Regions from separate parts of the Sus scrofa genome. Here region 2 is linked to region 1. A link is a contact called in public HiChIP or PLAC-seq data. All regions are on one chromosome and are shown on one strand. The core of a region is the stretch at or near the end of the contact, and the rest is flanking DNA. Distances in the headings are between cores, read along the strand shown. Region 1 overlaps C17H20orf27 (UPF0687 protein C20orf27 homolog). Region 2 overlaps ATRN (attractin).

The links. HiChIP or PLAC-seq counts read pairs in DNA pulled down with a chosen protein or histone mark.
Region 2: an H3K27ac HiChIP or PLAC-seq map of skeletal muscle shows a contact between it and region 1. The contact joins two enhancer-like sites. A contact is called at or near these places in 5 of 47 Hi-C or Micro-C datasets (embryonic fibroblasts, epiblast stem cells, fetal heart ventricle and 1 more) and 2 of 2 datasets of contacts at active chromatin or transcription factors (alveolar macrophages and skeletal muscle).

The regions. Positions count from the first base shown.
Region 1 is chr17:31,950,098-31,956,953 of Sscrofa11.1, reverse strand. C17H20orf27 (UPF0687 protein C20orf27 homolog) reads right to left here. Exons shown (of 6, transcript XM_021077382.1): 2 at 6,669-6,785; 3 at 4,821-4,963; 4 at 2,007-2,145; 5 at 1,114-1,236; 6 at 200-877. The coding sequence starts at 6,687. The coding sequence ends at 777. HSPA12B (heat shock 70 kDa protein 12B) reads left to right here. Exons shown (of 13, transcript XM_021077380.1): 13 at 1-2,473. Among named protein-coding and RNA genes, the nearest start is that of C17H20orf27, 10 kb to the right of the region's middle. Within about 2 kb of position 3,038, at least 14 of the 83 cell types and tissues checked have an H3K27ac peak or open chromatin away from gene starts, as enhancers often do. A contact at or near this core is called in skeletal muscle, where this site is marked.
Region 2 is chr17:32,131,594-32,139,148 of Sscrofa11.1, reverse strand. ATRN (attractin) reads left to right here. Exons shown (of 30, transcript XM_021077392.1): 16 at 1,614-1,833; 17 at 3,568-3,753; 18 at 4,449-4,682. Among named protein-coding and RNA genes, the nearest start is that of GFRA4, 95 kb to the right of the region's middle. Within about 2 kb of position 3,013, at least 1 of the 83 cell types and tissues checked has an H3K27ac peak or open chromatin away from gene starts, as enhancers often do. A contact at or near this core is called in skeletal muscle, where this site is marked.

The DNA of each region.
Region 1 (6,856 bases), core at 1,789-4,288:
ATTCAAACTCCGTCTTGGCGACTGTTCCCAGGCCTAAAATGCCACCACCTATGCATACATCTTTGGGGGCTGGGGGCTGTAATACCATGAAGTGACCCTGCCTCCAAAAAGAATGAGTTTAGCCAGAACTGTTCCTTGGCTCAACTGCAGAAGGGTGGGCATCCTCAGAGCCCTGGAGAACAAAAATATCCTGCTGGCCTCTGGTGTCCAATGGAAGTTTTATTTCTTTAGGATTTTAGCCCAACCAGTCATTTAAAAACCAAGTAACACAGACCTGGGGAGTAGGGGCTGGGGACCGCACCTCCCTCCTACTCACCATGGACAGCAGTGGAAAAGAGGGAGGGGACAGGAGAGGTGGCCAAAGCGAGACAGCAGCAGCAATACTGGTGGCAGCTATGCCACAGAGCCAGCTCCCTCCTCTCCCAGGCCCTGGCAGGAGCCCCTATGGCTTGGGGAGGATGGTTGGTAAAACCCGCCCCAGGCTCTCCCCCATCCCTCCTCAGATAGCCTCCCTGGGGGCTCAACCCATTTCTTCCGGCAGGAGACTGAGGCACACCGAGAGGAGGAAGTGGGAGAGGAGGACGCTGGGGAGGCAGGGAGGTGGCACACATATGAGGTGAGAGGTGTGGGCAGGGCTCTGGCTTGGAGGCCCTTGGACCCTCCACCTCCATGCCCACCCCGGGGAGGGGTGCGGAAGCTACACCGTCACGCAGCATTCAGGGAGAGGAGGTGGGGTTTAAGGCTGAGGGGCCCCAAGGCAGGCGGGGGCGCGGGCCTCAGTCGAAGCCGTGCCAATCACTGTGCTCCGAGTCGTATTCAAGCTCAGCACCCACGCACTTGACACCATCTAGCAGCATGGGTGTGCCGTGGTGTCGGTCTGCAAGGCAGGCGACATGTCAGTATGCCAGGCTGGAGCCCAGCCCCAGCTACTCCAAGGGAACTGCCACCCTCCCTCCTGGCTCCGCTAGGGGCGTGGGGAGGAGGGCACCCACGAAGGAGCTGGGAATGGGCGGGGGCAAGGATCCCTTTCTCCGATGCAAGGGGGTGGGGAAACCCCTTGTGGCCAAATGGGTGCCTCCCTCCTCCAGCCAGACCCACGCCTCACGCTCTCACCCATGACGCGTGCCTGTACCACGACCCGCACGCAGGTGCCGGTGCCACCTTCACAGGCCAGCAGCATCTCCTCCTTGAGGACGCCCTCCTTGTGCGCCGAGTACTCACACTTGACGCTGTAACCTGCCCAGGTGATCGACATCTCTGCAGCCTCCCGCCCCGACCCCCAGCACCCATTGCCCCCCAGGACTGGCTGACTCCTCCAAAGGAGTGGGGAAGGCCCAGGACCCACCCCCCCAGGGCTGTGCGCACTGGCCTCTGGAACTTCACATTTTTCAGTGAGCTCCACATGACTTCGCCCACAGGCTTCCAAGAGGTGGGACTCCCCAGTAAGGTAGGTGGGGAGAGGGGGTGACGGGAGGGAGGAGTAGGGCAGGGCTCAAGCAGATCAGGTGGCAAGAGGCGAAGGCTGAGAGGGCTTGCTCAATCTGCTTAAGGGCAAGGTCATGAGATGAAGGTAGGGGGACATGAAACTGAAGCTGGGGCTTCAGCACATGGTGAAACTGATACCCTAGCCTTTGGGAGCTGGTGGGGGTGGGGTGGGGAGCTGCTGAAGCTGGCAGGGTACAAAGAAGCAGCCCATGTCTGGTGGGTGCTGGGAGGTAGCTGCCTGGAGGTCCTGAGGTTCCAGTGGATTCTTCCTGAGGTGCAGGAAAGGGAAGGCTCTAGGCAGCCCACTGAGGGAACTACCAGGCAATGAACAGATACAGACCAACTCTGTGAGCCTGTGGACTTGCGTCCAGAGAGTGTGGCCTGGGATGGGGGCCCACACTGCAAGCCTATAAAGAGGCATCATGGCCCCAGAGTGCTGAGCTGCCCGGGGTGGGGAGGCGGAAGTACCCCATGCTCTCACTCCCACTCACATGCAGGCCCTGCTGGAAAAGGGGACGCACCTTCTGGGATGGGCATGACGCTGAGGAGCTTGAGGTGCAGGCTGGGGACAGGTGCCTCTCGGACGTCCTTGCTCAGCCTGTGCACTGGGGGCAGAGTGAAGGTAATCTCATACCTGTGCAGGATCTTCAGGAAGCCAACCTGCAGCAGGAGGGGTGGGGTAAGGAGGCACCTTCACTCTCAATCTCCCCCCGGGGCCCACCCAGGTTGTGCCACCTATGAGCTCTGTACATGAGCAACAGAAATTGCTCAGGCCCTACACTGGCTTCCTCCATAATCCCAGGGGACCCTGACTCCCTCCATCTAGCTGGTCCATACCTCTGGCCTGGTAGTTCCAGGCCCTTTCTCCAAGGCTCCACCCCTACACCTTGGCCAGCACACTCCTTAGCATCTGTCTCATGGGCCCTGAAGTTCCTCAGTGGCCCATTCTGTAGGTGATGAAATGGAAGCCAGGAAACAGTTGGCTGAAGGCCATTGCAGCCAGGGTATAGTCCTTTCCGGACCTCTTGGCTACTCCTGCCACAAGTGGCACGCAGCAAGTCACCAGCCACTGCCACAGGGGAGGCTCAAAGCCCCATGACACAGGCCATCCACCTGCCCCATCACTACCAGTATGTGCCCAGAGCTAAGAGGCCAGGATCAGACCCCTGGTCCTTTAGTCACTCACGTGGAGCCACCAGGCAACACAGCACATGATGGAGGGTGGGACAGAACTACAAAAAGTGACACTAGGCCAGCTGTGTCAGTCCAGAGCTGACCGACAGGCCTGGCACCAGCCATGGAACTCAGGCTCCAGCCTGCCCTGTTGGCACGTGGACACGGATGCCTGCCTGCCTGCCTACTCAAAGGCTCTCTGTGCCCCAAAGCCTTGATTCACGGCCTGAGCAATTTCTGTTGTTCATGCACAGAGCTTGGCAACCCATGCCCTCTGGGACAGATGCCATCCTTAGAAACTCCAGTCGTATGAAGGGTCAGAGCCAGGGTGGGTCGGCTGACTGGAGTGCCAGTCCAGGAGGCACAGGGGTGCAGCAATGTGTGTCCTTGCAGGGGCACACGCTCTCCTCAGTTTCAGGAACTAGGTGGCCTTGTCCCTGAGAGAGCCCTTCAGTGGGATCAGGATGATGTCACTGCACAATTAAAGCTCAGTCCCTGCCCTCCCCCCCACTCTGCTGGTAGAGGGCACACCTCTGAAGAGGGCTTTCTTTCTTTCTCTCTCTCTTTTGTTTTGTTTTGCTTTGCTTTTTAGGGCTTTACCCGCGGCATATGAAGGTTCCCAGGCTAGGAGTCGAATCAGAGCTGTAGCTGCCAACCTATGCCACAGCCACAGCAACATGGAATCTGAGTCGCATCTGTGATCTACACCACAGCTCACGGCAACACCGGGTCCTTAACTCACTGAGCAAGGCCAAGGATCAAACCTGCATCCTCATGGATGCTAGTCAGGTTTGCTTCCACTGAACCACAGCAGGAACTGAGAGGGCTTTCTGGTTGTACCTGCCAATGGTGACCCTGAATCCAGCTCCACCATTTGCAGAATTTTCCAGGGGAATACTCAGATGTGCAAAAAAATACTTGTCACTGCTCTACTTAATACAAAATAGAAACAACCATAACACCAGGAATGGGGAAACCAGCTAAATCAATGATAATACATATAATGGAACACCAGGCAGTTGTAAAATCTCGTGGAAAATTATTTACTGACACAGGCAGGAGATGGTTCACAACAGAAGCAAGCAAAAAACAGTGTGTAGTGTGATACCAGCTTTTTGTTTTTGGAAACGAAGCTAATAAAGGAACTGGAATGACGCACATCAAAATATTAACCATGGTTATTTCTGGATAGTATGACTGCGGGTACTTGTAAATTTCTTTGTAGTTTGCTCTGTCTTCCACAGTTTCTCTAACGGACATGAATGGATTTTGCAACGGGAGGCGGGGAGCTATTTTTGAAAGTTTGGGTTCATTCTGTTTATTCCCCTGTGGAAGCTGTCAGCTGTAGGAGAAAGAGCAAGGGTTTTAGAGTTGGCCAAAAATGGGTCTGAATCTGGGCCCCTCTTCAGGGTGGTCTCAACAGACCGGATGCCACACCCCCACCGCCAAGCCCTCCAGGGCTCAACTCTGGAGCTCTGGTTTACTATCCAACCCGAAGGCCGTGTTCCCCAATTAATCCTGCCCCTCCCAAGTGGCTGTGGGATCCAACAGTGTCCCAGCAGTTGGAGGAGCCACAGTAGAGGGTGTGTGAGGTGTGGCCACGAGGAGAGGGAGAGCGAGAAAAACACGGGGTGGAGCGGGGAGCGGATAACTACTACTGCAAAGAGCTTAAATCAGCCAGAGGTTTGGCAAAGAAGAGTAAATAAAGTCACACCTTGTTATGAGCATAATTAGCCTCACGCCTGTGTGACACCCGTACCTCCTTCCATTTCCAACTCCTTGGGGTGTGAACTGTCTCTACTTCAGAGAAGAGAAAACTGAGATGACCTGCCCAAGGTCACAAAGCCAGAACAGCAGGCATGAACTTGAACCCAGACCTGTGATACCACAGCCGTGACAACTGCCTTCTGATCGCAATTGTCATGGTGGTGGTGATGCCCATAGCAACAGCTCCACTTCCATGCAAATACCATCCTAAGTACACTCATCTCATTGTGGTTTCACACTTTCCATTTTACAGATGGGGAAACCAAGGCCCAGGGAAGGACAAAGATGTGCCTCTGGAGCCAGCTTAGAGGAAATGCAGCAGGCTCAGGAAGCCAGGCTGATTGGGCGGGGACCGGGGGTGAGGGAGGAGGGGATTGGGGGGCATTGCCACATACCTTGACCAGAAAGCTGCTCTCACTCTCCTGGCTGACCATGACCACGGAGTCATGCAGCTTCTCATCAAAGTGGACATGGCTCTGGGAGCCTTCTGCATCATGGCCTGTTGCAAAGCGGATACTCCGGACTCTGGGCTTGTTGCCTATGAAGAGAGTGAGAGAGGCTCCGGGGGCTGTCGCCTTTGCTGCTCCCCAGGAACCAGCTGCAACATGTCGCCGCCCTGCCCCCTGCCCTTCACATCACCCAGCATCCACAGCTGGGCTGCATCTTACTGGATAATGGAGATCAGGAGGCTTGAGGCTCTCACCTGCCCCTACCTGCTCATCCTCCCCAGACAGGACTCATCCTGAGTGGCTGTGGGGGAGCATTCAGGGGTTAGCTGGTACGACCCTTCGCTTAGAGAGAATGGGGCTGACAGGGAAGAGACTCAGCAAACATCAGGCAGTGCGGGACTCTGCCCTGGTCCTCAGGACACCCCGCCCCGTGCTCCCCCGAAGGGCCAAGCCCCCCATCTCTGGGATCTCCTCTTCCAGGTCATCAGTGTCTGAGGCCTCCTGCCTGCCCCTCCTACTGACCCCTACCTCAGAGGGGAGGAGGGCAGGGACAGGAACTGACTCTGTGGGACCTGCCCTGGGGGCTAGAGAAACAGAAGGTCAAAAACCATACTCAGGAGTTCCCATGGTGGCTCAGTGGTTAACGAATCCGACTAGGAACCATGAGGTTGTGGGTTCGATCCCTAGCCTTGCTCAGTGAGTTAAGGATCCGGTGTTGCCATGAGCTGTGGTGTAGGTCGCAGACACGGCTTGGATCTGGCGTTGCTGTGAGCTGTGATGTGGGTCCCAGACGTGACTCGGATCCCGCATTGCTGTGGCTCTGGTGTAGGCCGGTGGCTACAGCTCTGATTCAACCCCTAGCCTGGGAACCTCCATAAGCCGCAAGAGCGGCCCTAGAAAAGTCAAAAAGACCCCAAAAAACACACAAAAAACCATACTCAGCCCTCCTTAAGAGGGGCTGCTGCTGCCTCTAAAACTCATCACTGATCCCAGGCAGGTGGGAAGGAAGAACCCAGGGCAACCTCCAGGAATCCTCCCAGAGCTAAGTTTCCCTCCTCTGCCTATCCCACAAGGCCCAGGCTGTCCCCAGCTGGGTTGGGTCCTCCAAGGCCAGGAAGTCAGGAACTTAATGTGGGCAGAGTGGTGGGAGCTGGGCTGACGGCCTGAACCAAAGGAGGTCCATCTTGCTGAGAGCATGACCCCAGTTCCCTCTGACTCCCACAGCCCTTAGGGCCCTCAGGAGCCCTGCTCAGAGTCACTTTGGTGGGAGAACCTAGGCCAGCCTGGCACTTCCACATTCCCTGCTGAGCCCCCCCAGACCTGACCCTCATGTCCCACCAGGCCTCCGTCACCAAAAACTTTCTATGAGTCCTTCCGGACTCTGAATGAAACCCAGATTCCTTTTCACAGCCTGCTATGGCCCTACCCACCTCCCCAGCCTCAGTGCTCACCCCAAGCCCCTTGTGCTCCCCAACCCCCACAGTGGAACAGAGAGGCTGGAATATGGGGCCGTGAGGGCACACACCTCCACAGATCAGCACACCAAGGAGCCAACAGGGGTCCCCAGGCTCCCTGCTAGGGCTTGGGTGTCCCTAGCACAAACACCGATGTAATTACTGATGTGATTCGTGTACTCTCCCTCTCTCCCTGTATCTCTGTCTGCCTGTCTGTCTGTCTCTCTCACACACACACACACACACACAGCGAATGCAGGCCCCACATGCAACAACGCCCCTTCCCACCAAGGCCCCCTGGAAGACTCTGCAAACCCCACCAGGCCAGGCAGGCACTCACCCTTGTTGGCTGCAGCCATGGACGCCCTCCCTGCCACGGGGTGAGACACGCAGCTCCTGCCAGACACCACCGGCCAAGCTCAGCAGCCTCCCATGCTCCAGGGACACCAGCGGGCGCCTGATGGGTGGGGAATGGGGAGGCCGGAGTCAGAGCCACTGATGGGCCTGTGGCTGGGGGACAGAGATTCT
Region 2 (7,555 bases), core at 1,764-4,263, 180 kb before region 1:
CAAACTACCATTGGTACATTATAAATATGATTAACTCGGGGGACACTGCGGCCTCATTTGATGTCTTATGATATTTTGAAAGATGTTTCAAATTTCTTAGTCTCCACTGGAAACTACCCATGTTGTTTGTTTCTCTTTTCCTCATCTCCACAAATAGGCCTTTCCCAATGTTCTGTCCTTGGCTCTTTGCCCATCCTAAATTTAGTCACTCCCTTGGAAAATTGATGGCTTACAACTTTGCCCTTTATGAACAACCCCCAGTTCCATATCTCTGAAAGGATACCTGGTGAGAAGGGGTCAGCCATCCCAGCTGGCACAGATGGATCTTCTGGTCCTTCGTCTCTCATCCTTAGGTTTCCGAGCTCTAGAAAGTTCTGAATAGTTTAATCTGCTGGGATCACCTTTATACAACAGGAATTCATGGTCTTGTGACAAAGGACTGACAAATGAGAGACAACTAAAGTGTAATGTGCTTTCACGGCTGTCAGTTTATACGTAGAGCCCAGGCTTGAATGGAAAAAATAAGGAAGAGCACTGTAGCCTTTAGGGCAGAGGCTGGCTGACGGGCAGCTAGACGAGGTAAGCGTGAGGATGAGAAGGAATGAGTTGGTTTCTCTGTGCATTAGGTCCCCCATGTTTAAGATGCAGAGATTGAGGGATGTACTGCAGGTAAGTTTGTGTGGCTGGCTGCAGGCTGGATGGAAGGGTATTGCTGTAGCTAAAGGATTTTCTCAATCCTTGGAGACCTTGTCTACCATGCTGATGGCTTGAAATTTTATCATGAAAACAAAAGGAGGTTATTGAAAGACTTTTAAGGGTGTTTGTAATTATCTTTCCTTATTATTCCTTAGAAGTAATACGTATTTCTAAGGAAATTTTTAAAATACATTAAAAATAAGAAAATAAATATCACTCATTACAACTAAAAATAACTACTTGGGGTGTTTTTAATTCTTTTAGGTCTTTTAATAGGCATGTTTATTTTTTCCTCTCAAAAATGGAAATACTGTACATTTTGTTTTCTAACTGCCAAAATTAAAAATGCCTTTCATTTCTGTGCTAAACTTTGTTCAATGTTTTTTTTAATTGCAACAAAAAGGAAATTTCAGTAGAGCAGGAAACAGACTCTCCCAGGAATCCATTGTCCTATTATTCCCCATAAAATTCAGTGACAGCCGATACCCCCCTCGTTTGAAGTGGGAATCTTCAATCATCTCACCTAGTGGAACTCCCAAAACAGGCTTAGATAATGACCTGAGGGTAGGCCTATAATCAATATTTCACGTATAAATAGATATTTCAGCCAAGTTGGAGGTAGTTGTTTCTTCATAGCATTTGTCAAAGAAATTTAGGAGCCTAATTATTACTTTGTTATTAATCTCTGCGAAATTTCTGATGTCTTCTCTGAGTTACATTTCTGTCCTTTGTCAAATGACCGTGTTAAAGTGCCAGGCATGATATGTAGCATAGAAATGATGGTCTGCCGTGGCTGATTCGGGATAGGAAAGTTTTCCTATATCTTTTGGGTAAATGTAACTTAATGGTTTTTATCTAAAAGCCTATTTTGGTCAAGACATTGATTATTTTCATAGCTGTGCCTGTTTTGCCTACAGTCCAAACTCACCTTAACCCCATGGGTTGGCCTTCGGAAGATTAATGTGTCCTACTGGTGCTGGGAAGATATGTCCCCATTCACAAATAGTTTGCTACAGTGGATGCCATCTGAGCCCAGTGATGCTGGATTCTGTGGAATCTTGTCAGAGCCCAGTAGTCGGGGCTTAAAGGCTGCAACCTGCATCAACCCTCTCAACGGTAGTGTCTGTGAGAGGCCTGGTAAGTACATGGGTGAATTTTGCGTTACTGGAAGTTTTTTGGAAGAGAAACTGTAGAAAGCATAGTTAAGTATTGTAACATTTTCATGAAAAACAGAGAGAGTCTTGATTTCAAGCATGTGAAACAGAATATAACCTGGGATTTTTAAAGCAGAAGCAAGTTGTCTCTGGCTATGAATAGTGTGAGCCATAAGCAAAAACAAAGATAACTTAACATTGATATTCTCATTAATAGTGAGATTAATTGGTTTGTTGACCACTAAAGGTATTGATCCATGCTGAAAGGCAGATTTCTTGGTGTTGGCAGAAAAATGCTATGGAAGAAGGAACAAAAAAATGCAAAGAAAATACTTTAATAAAAAAATTTGGAGTTCCTGTCATGGTGCAGCAGAAACAAATCCGACTAGGAGCCATGACGTTGTGGGTTTGATCCCTGGCCTCGGTCAGTGGGTTAATGATCCAGTGTTGCCGTGAGCTGTGGTGTAGGTCGCAGATACGGCTCAGATCTGACATTGCTGTGGCTCTGGCATAGGCCGGCAGCTTCAGCTCCATTTAGACCCCTAGCCTGGAAACCTGCATGTGCAGCAGGTGCAGCCCTAAAAAGACAAAAAGACAAAAATAAATAAATAAATAAATTTTAATGCAAAGAAGGAATTTCTGTTTGGCTCAGCAAAAACAAACCCCATTAAGATGGGGGTTCGCTCTCTGGCCTCTCTCAACAGGTTAAAGGATCCAGCGTTGCCATGAACTGTGGTGTAGACCAAAGATGCAGCTCGGATCCTGCGTTGCTATGGCTGTGGTGTAGGCTGGCAGCTGCAGCTCCAATTCAGCCCCTTGCCTGGGAATTTCCATATGCCATGGGTGTTGCCCTAAAAAGGGAAAAAAAAAAAATGCAAAGAAAAGATCGAAAATCAGGCAGACCACTGCAGAGACAGTGGACAGAAAGACAGCGTCAGTGGGGAGAAAAATAATGGCAGCAGTTGTGTCAGGAAACAAGCAAACCTTGAGCACACTGAACTTGCAGGAGAGTGCAGAAGGCACTGACGTGTGGGGCAGCCTCACAGGCCTGAAGCTCTCCTCTGGGGACATTTGGGCTTCTCAAGGGCAGGCACAGGGTGGCGTCTCCAGCACGCAGACAAGCCCTAGACCAGCGTCCTCCTCCTACCGAGGGACTCACAAGCAGCAGCTGGAATGTTGTGAATGCTTCGGGGAGGCCAGACTCCATTGACATCATGTCTCATTATAGGAAGGTCCTGTAATTCGCCTGAGGAGCACAGAGGTGTGGAAGAGGATTTATAGCACGTAGGAGTCACCTTCAGATATGATTTCTAACCTTCCCGTGAGGGGAGCTTTTCAGCCATTTGGGATCCCGAATGCTTTGGTGAATTTAATGAGCACTGTAATTTTTCTTGGCCCCAAATATACAAAGAGACAGTTTTGCCTCGATGGGTGGTAAAAACCCTGATTGTAAGGAACTTTAGAACACTTCTCTTGTGGAGAGGTTAGCCTGTTTTCCTCATGTCTGTCCTCAATGCTCTTTGAAAAGAAAAACCGCCCCCCCCATATAAATAGAGTTTACTAGACACTACGCAATGACCTAAGACTTTATATTTTCTTCTTCATTTAGTATAATCCACTGACTCTATTTCATGACACACTAGTGGGTCATAGCCCACACTGAAAAGTCTTCGACCTTTGCAAAGCTTCAAGTGTCTCTCTTGGGTTTACTTTCCAGCGAACCACAGTGCCAAGCAGTGCCGGACGCCATGTGCCTTGCGGACGGCGTGTGGAGAGTGTACCAGCGGCAGCTCGGAGTGCATGTGGTGCAGCAACATGAAGCAGTGTGTGGACTCCAATGCCTATGTGGCCTCCTTCCCCTTCGGCCAGTGCATGGAGTGGTACACCATGAGCAGCTGCCCCCGTGAGTGAAGAGTGAGCTCTAGGCACTCACAAGTGCCATGTGTTTGGGCGACAACTCTTGTGTTAGGGCAGTGCTGACAGCCTCTGAACATTCTAGGGATGAGACCAGACTTGGCCTTCTGCTCAGGTCTGTCCAGAGACTGCCTGACGTGAACCTGCAGGCAGAATCAAGCACATTGACCCACGTAAATAGACGGAGGATAGTTTCTGAGTACAGAAATAACTTATCCAGCCTCAGTATCATATTGCTTAATCCATGTAATATTTCCATGTCTTATTCCCCGAATTCATGAAGAAAGTGTTTTCCAGTTGATAATCTCTAAGGTCTCTTCTGCCTCCAATATCCTGGGATTGAGAGAGGAGGGGCGTAGTCTCTATTATATGTCAGGCAAAATATGGGCTCTTTAAAGATTTATTATGTCGTTTAAACAGTCACAATAGAATAGAAAGTTTGACTCATAGAAGTTGAATAGTCTTTTAAAGAAAAAGGTGATTTAGGAATTCCCTGGTGGCGCAGTGGGTTAACATGTCACAGCAGTGGTTTGGGTCACTGCTGTGACGTGGGTTCAGTCCCTGTCCCAGGAACTTCTTTTGCTGTGGATGTGGCCAAAAAAAAAAAAAAAAGAAGAAAAAGAAAAGGGTAAATTTAATGAATTTACATAATGTGATAGTGAATTATAACATGTTTTTTTATAGCTGAAAATTGTTCAGGCTACTGTACCTGTAGCCATTGCTTGGAGCAACCAGGCTGTGGCTGGTGTACTGATCCCAGCAATACTGGCAAAGGGAAATGCATAGAGGGCTCCTATAAAGGACCAGTGAAGATGCCTTCTCAGGCCCCCTCAGGAAGTTCCTATCCACAGCCCCTTCTCAATTCCAGCATGTGTCTGGAGGACAGCAGATACAACTGGTCTTTCATCCATTGTCCAGGTAAGATGCCTTGTGTATCCAGAATCAAGTGTTTCACTACCCGTTTACAAAGATGCATGCCTTGAAAGCTACATTATTTATATGGATTTTCTTTAAGAAAAAAATGTAACAGATCGTTTTAGGATGAATAGTTTAATATGAAAAAAAATTTTTTTTTTTTTTGGCTTTTTTTGCCATTTCTTGGGCCGCTCCCGTGGCATATGGAGGTTCCCAGGCTAGGGGTCAAATCGGAGCTGTAGCCGCCAGCCGACGCCAGAGCCACAGCAACGCGGGATCCGAGCCACGTCTGCAAGCTACACCACAGCTCACGGCAACGCCGAATCATTAACCCACCGAGCAAGGGCAGGGACCGAACCCACAGTCTCATGGTTCCTAGTCGGATTCGTTAACCACTGCGCCATGACGGAACTCCGAAAAATATTTTTGATGTCAATTAGTGAAAATACTAAGGACTTCAAGTGAGTTATTTTGCTTTTACTACAAAAGTAATAAAATGTGTTCATTATAAAAAATTAAATATTAGAGATGCAGATTAAAAAAAAAAACTAGAATTCCTCTTTTCATCCCAGTTCTTCATAGAAGACTTATAGGAGTGTAATATAGATACCGCTAGATACATATTTTTAAAATAAAAAATACTATGCTGTATACTATGCATATGATATATATTATTCTGCAGTTTTCTTTTTACTTAAAAATACATCAGGAGTTCCCGTCATGGCGCAGTGGTTAACGAATCTGACCAGGAAACATGAGGTTGCAGGTTCGATCCCTGCCCTTGCTCGGTGGGTTAACGATCCGGCGTTGCCGTGAGCTGTGGTGTAGGTCGCAGACGCGGCTCGGATCCCGCGTTGCTGTGGCTCTGGCATAGGCTGGCGGCAACAGCTCCGATTAGACCCCAAGCCTGGGAACCTCCGTATGCTGCGGCAGTGGCCCAAGAAATGGCAAAAAGACCAAAAAAAAAGTACATCATAGCAATTGTTGGGGGGAAGACTAAAAATAATATCTGCCAACCCCCAGATTCCTCTCCACAGATGCAGAAACGAAAGAACTGTTTTATTATTGAATAAGCATTAAACCAGACTGTGGTGCCCATCGCCGCAATCCACTAATGAGAATGCAAAGTCAGAGAAATTCCACCCTTCTAAACAGCCCAGCATGTATAATCTGTCATATACATGTTCTCAAAATGAAGATACCTTGTCTTCATGTGAGAGGTTTTGACAGCACTGTTTGCTCTACATTCTTTCATAGTTTATTCTCAATTTGCCTAGATGGCCACCTGTATTAGTTATTATCTTTACCCAATGGAGGAAAAAAAAAACAAAAACCAAGCAGATGGTGACAGTTTGGACCCATTCCCATAGTGGAGGCGGTGGGTAGGGCGCTGCCTACCTTGATGTTTACATTTCAAAAAGATGGCTCATTAGTCCTTAAGAAAAATATCCCTCCATCTTGGTGCTAACCTGAGGCTTCTGTGGGTTTTCAAACACAGGTTTTCATAATGAAATGCTCTTAGAAAAGGGAGAAGGAAAACACTCTTTCCCTCTGACAAGAGAGAAAAAGGAAAAATGCAGCCTGCCTTGCTTGCCTTTCTCCCCCCGGCTCTTTGCCCTCCCCTCCCCTCCTCCCTCCCTCCCTTCCCTTCTCCCCATCCTTCCCTTCTCTCTGTCCTTTCCAGTAGTTGATGCAAGAAGGAATAGACCTTTAGCTGACCTAAAGTTTGGGCCTTGACCTATGGGGTAGCTGTCCTGAGACGCCAACCCTGGGAAATTGGCCTTTGCCTCAGACTTTCAGTAACTACTAAGGAATGTACCGATGGGCCTCCAGAACAGTTGGGGGAGGCTAGGCAGGTGCCAGGACGCCCAAGAGGTTAGTGGATGAGAATGGTGCTTCTGGCCACAGGGCTCTTTGTGAGGATGTCTGTAAGGGAAAGACCACTGTAAACAAGGGGTCTCAGACTGGGAGAAAATACCTGTAGTGTATATAGCAAATGGTTATCATCCAGAATATGTAAGCCTCTACCTTTCAGGAGAAGAAAAGCCAAATGTCAGCCCAGCAGAAAAAGTGGGCAAAGGATGTCCAGTCATTCTCAGAAAAGGAAATCGAGAAAACAGGAAAACGCAAAATAAAATGAGAAACCAACTTTTGATCTACCAAACTGGATTAAATGTTTTGTCCTTTTTTTTCCCCTAAGATTTTAGAGGACCTACAGTTCTATTTGTAATCTATTAGTGTTTTAATTAGTGAACTATTTAAATCTGTGCTTTTCCCACTCGTATCAAGAATGTATCAGGTGAAATGAAAATCTGCAGAATATAGGAAGATATTTACAAATCATATGTCTGATAAGAGTCTCATGTCCAATATACATAAAGAACTGTTTAAACCAATTAAGCACATGGAAAAAGATTCAACATTAATTGAGAAATTGGAATCCTCACACACTGTTGGTAGGAACATACAGTGTTGTAGCCACTTTGGAAAACCGTCTGGCAGTTCCTCAGAAAGTTAAAACATAGAGCCATCATATGGCCCAGTATATGCCCAAGAGAATTGAAAACATATGTCTATACAAAAACTGGTACTGAGTGCTCATAGTCGTATTATTCATAATAGTCAACAGTGGCAACAACCCAGATGACTGTCGGCCAGTGAGTGGATAAACAAAATGTGGTACATTCGTGTATGGGATACTCTGTGGCAATGAAAAGGAGTGAAGTGCTGACATATCCTACAACATGGATGAACCTCAAAAACATGCTGTATAAAAGCAGCCAAATGCAAAGACTGTGTATTATATGATATCATTTATATGGAATGCCCAAAAAAGGGCAAATACATAGAGACAAAAAAGAGATTAGTGGTTGACT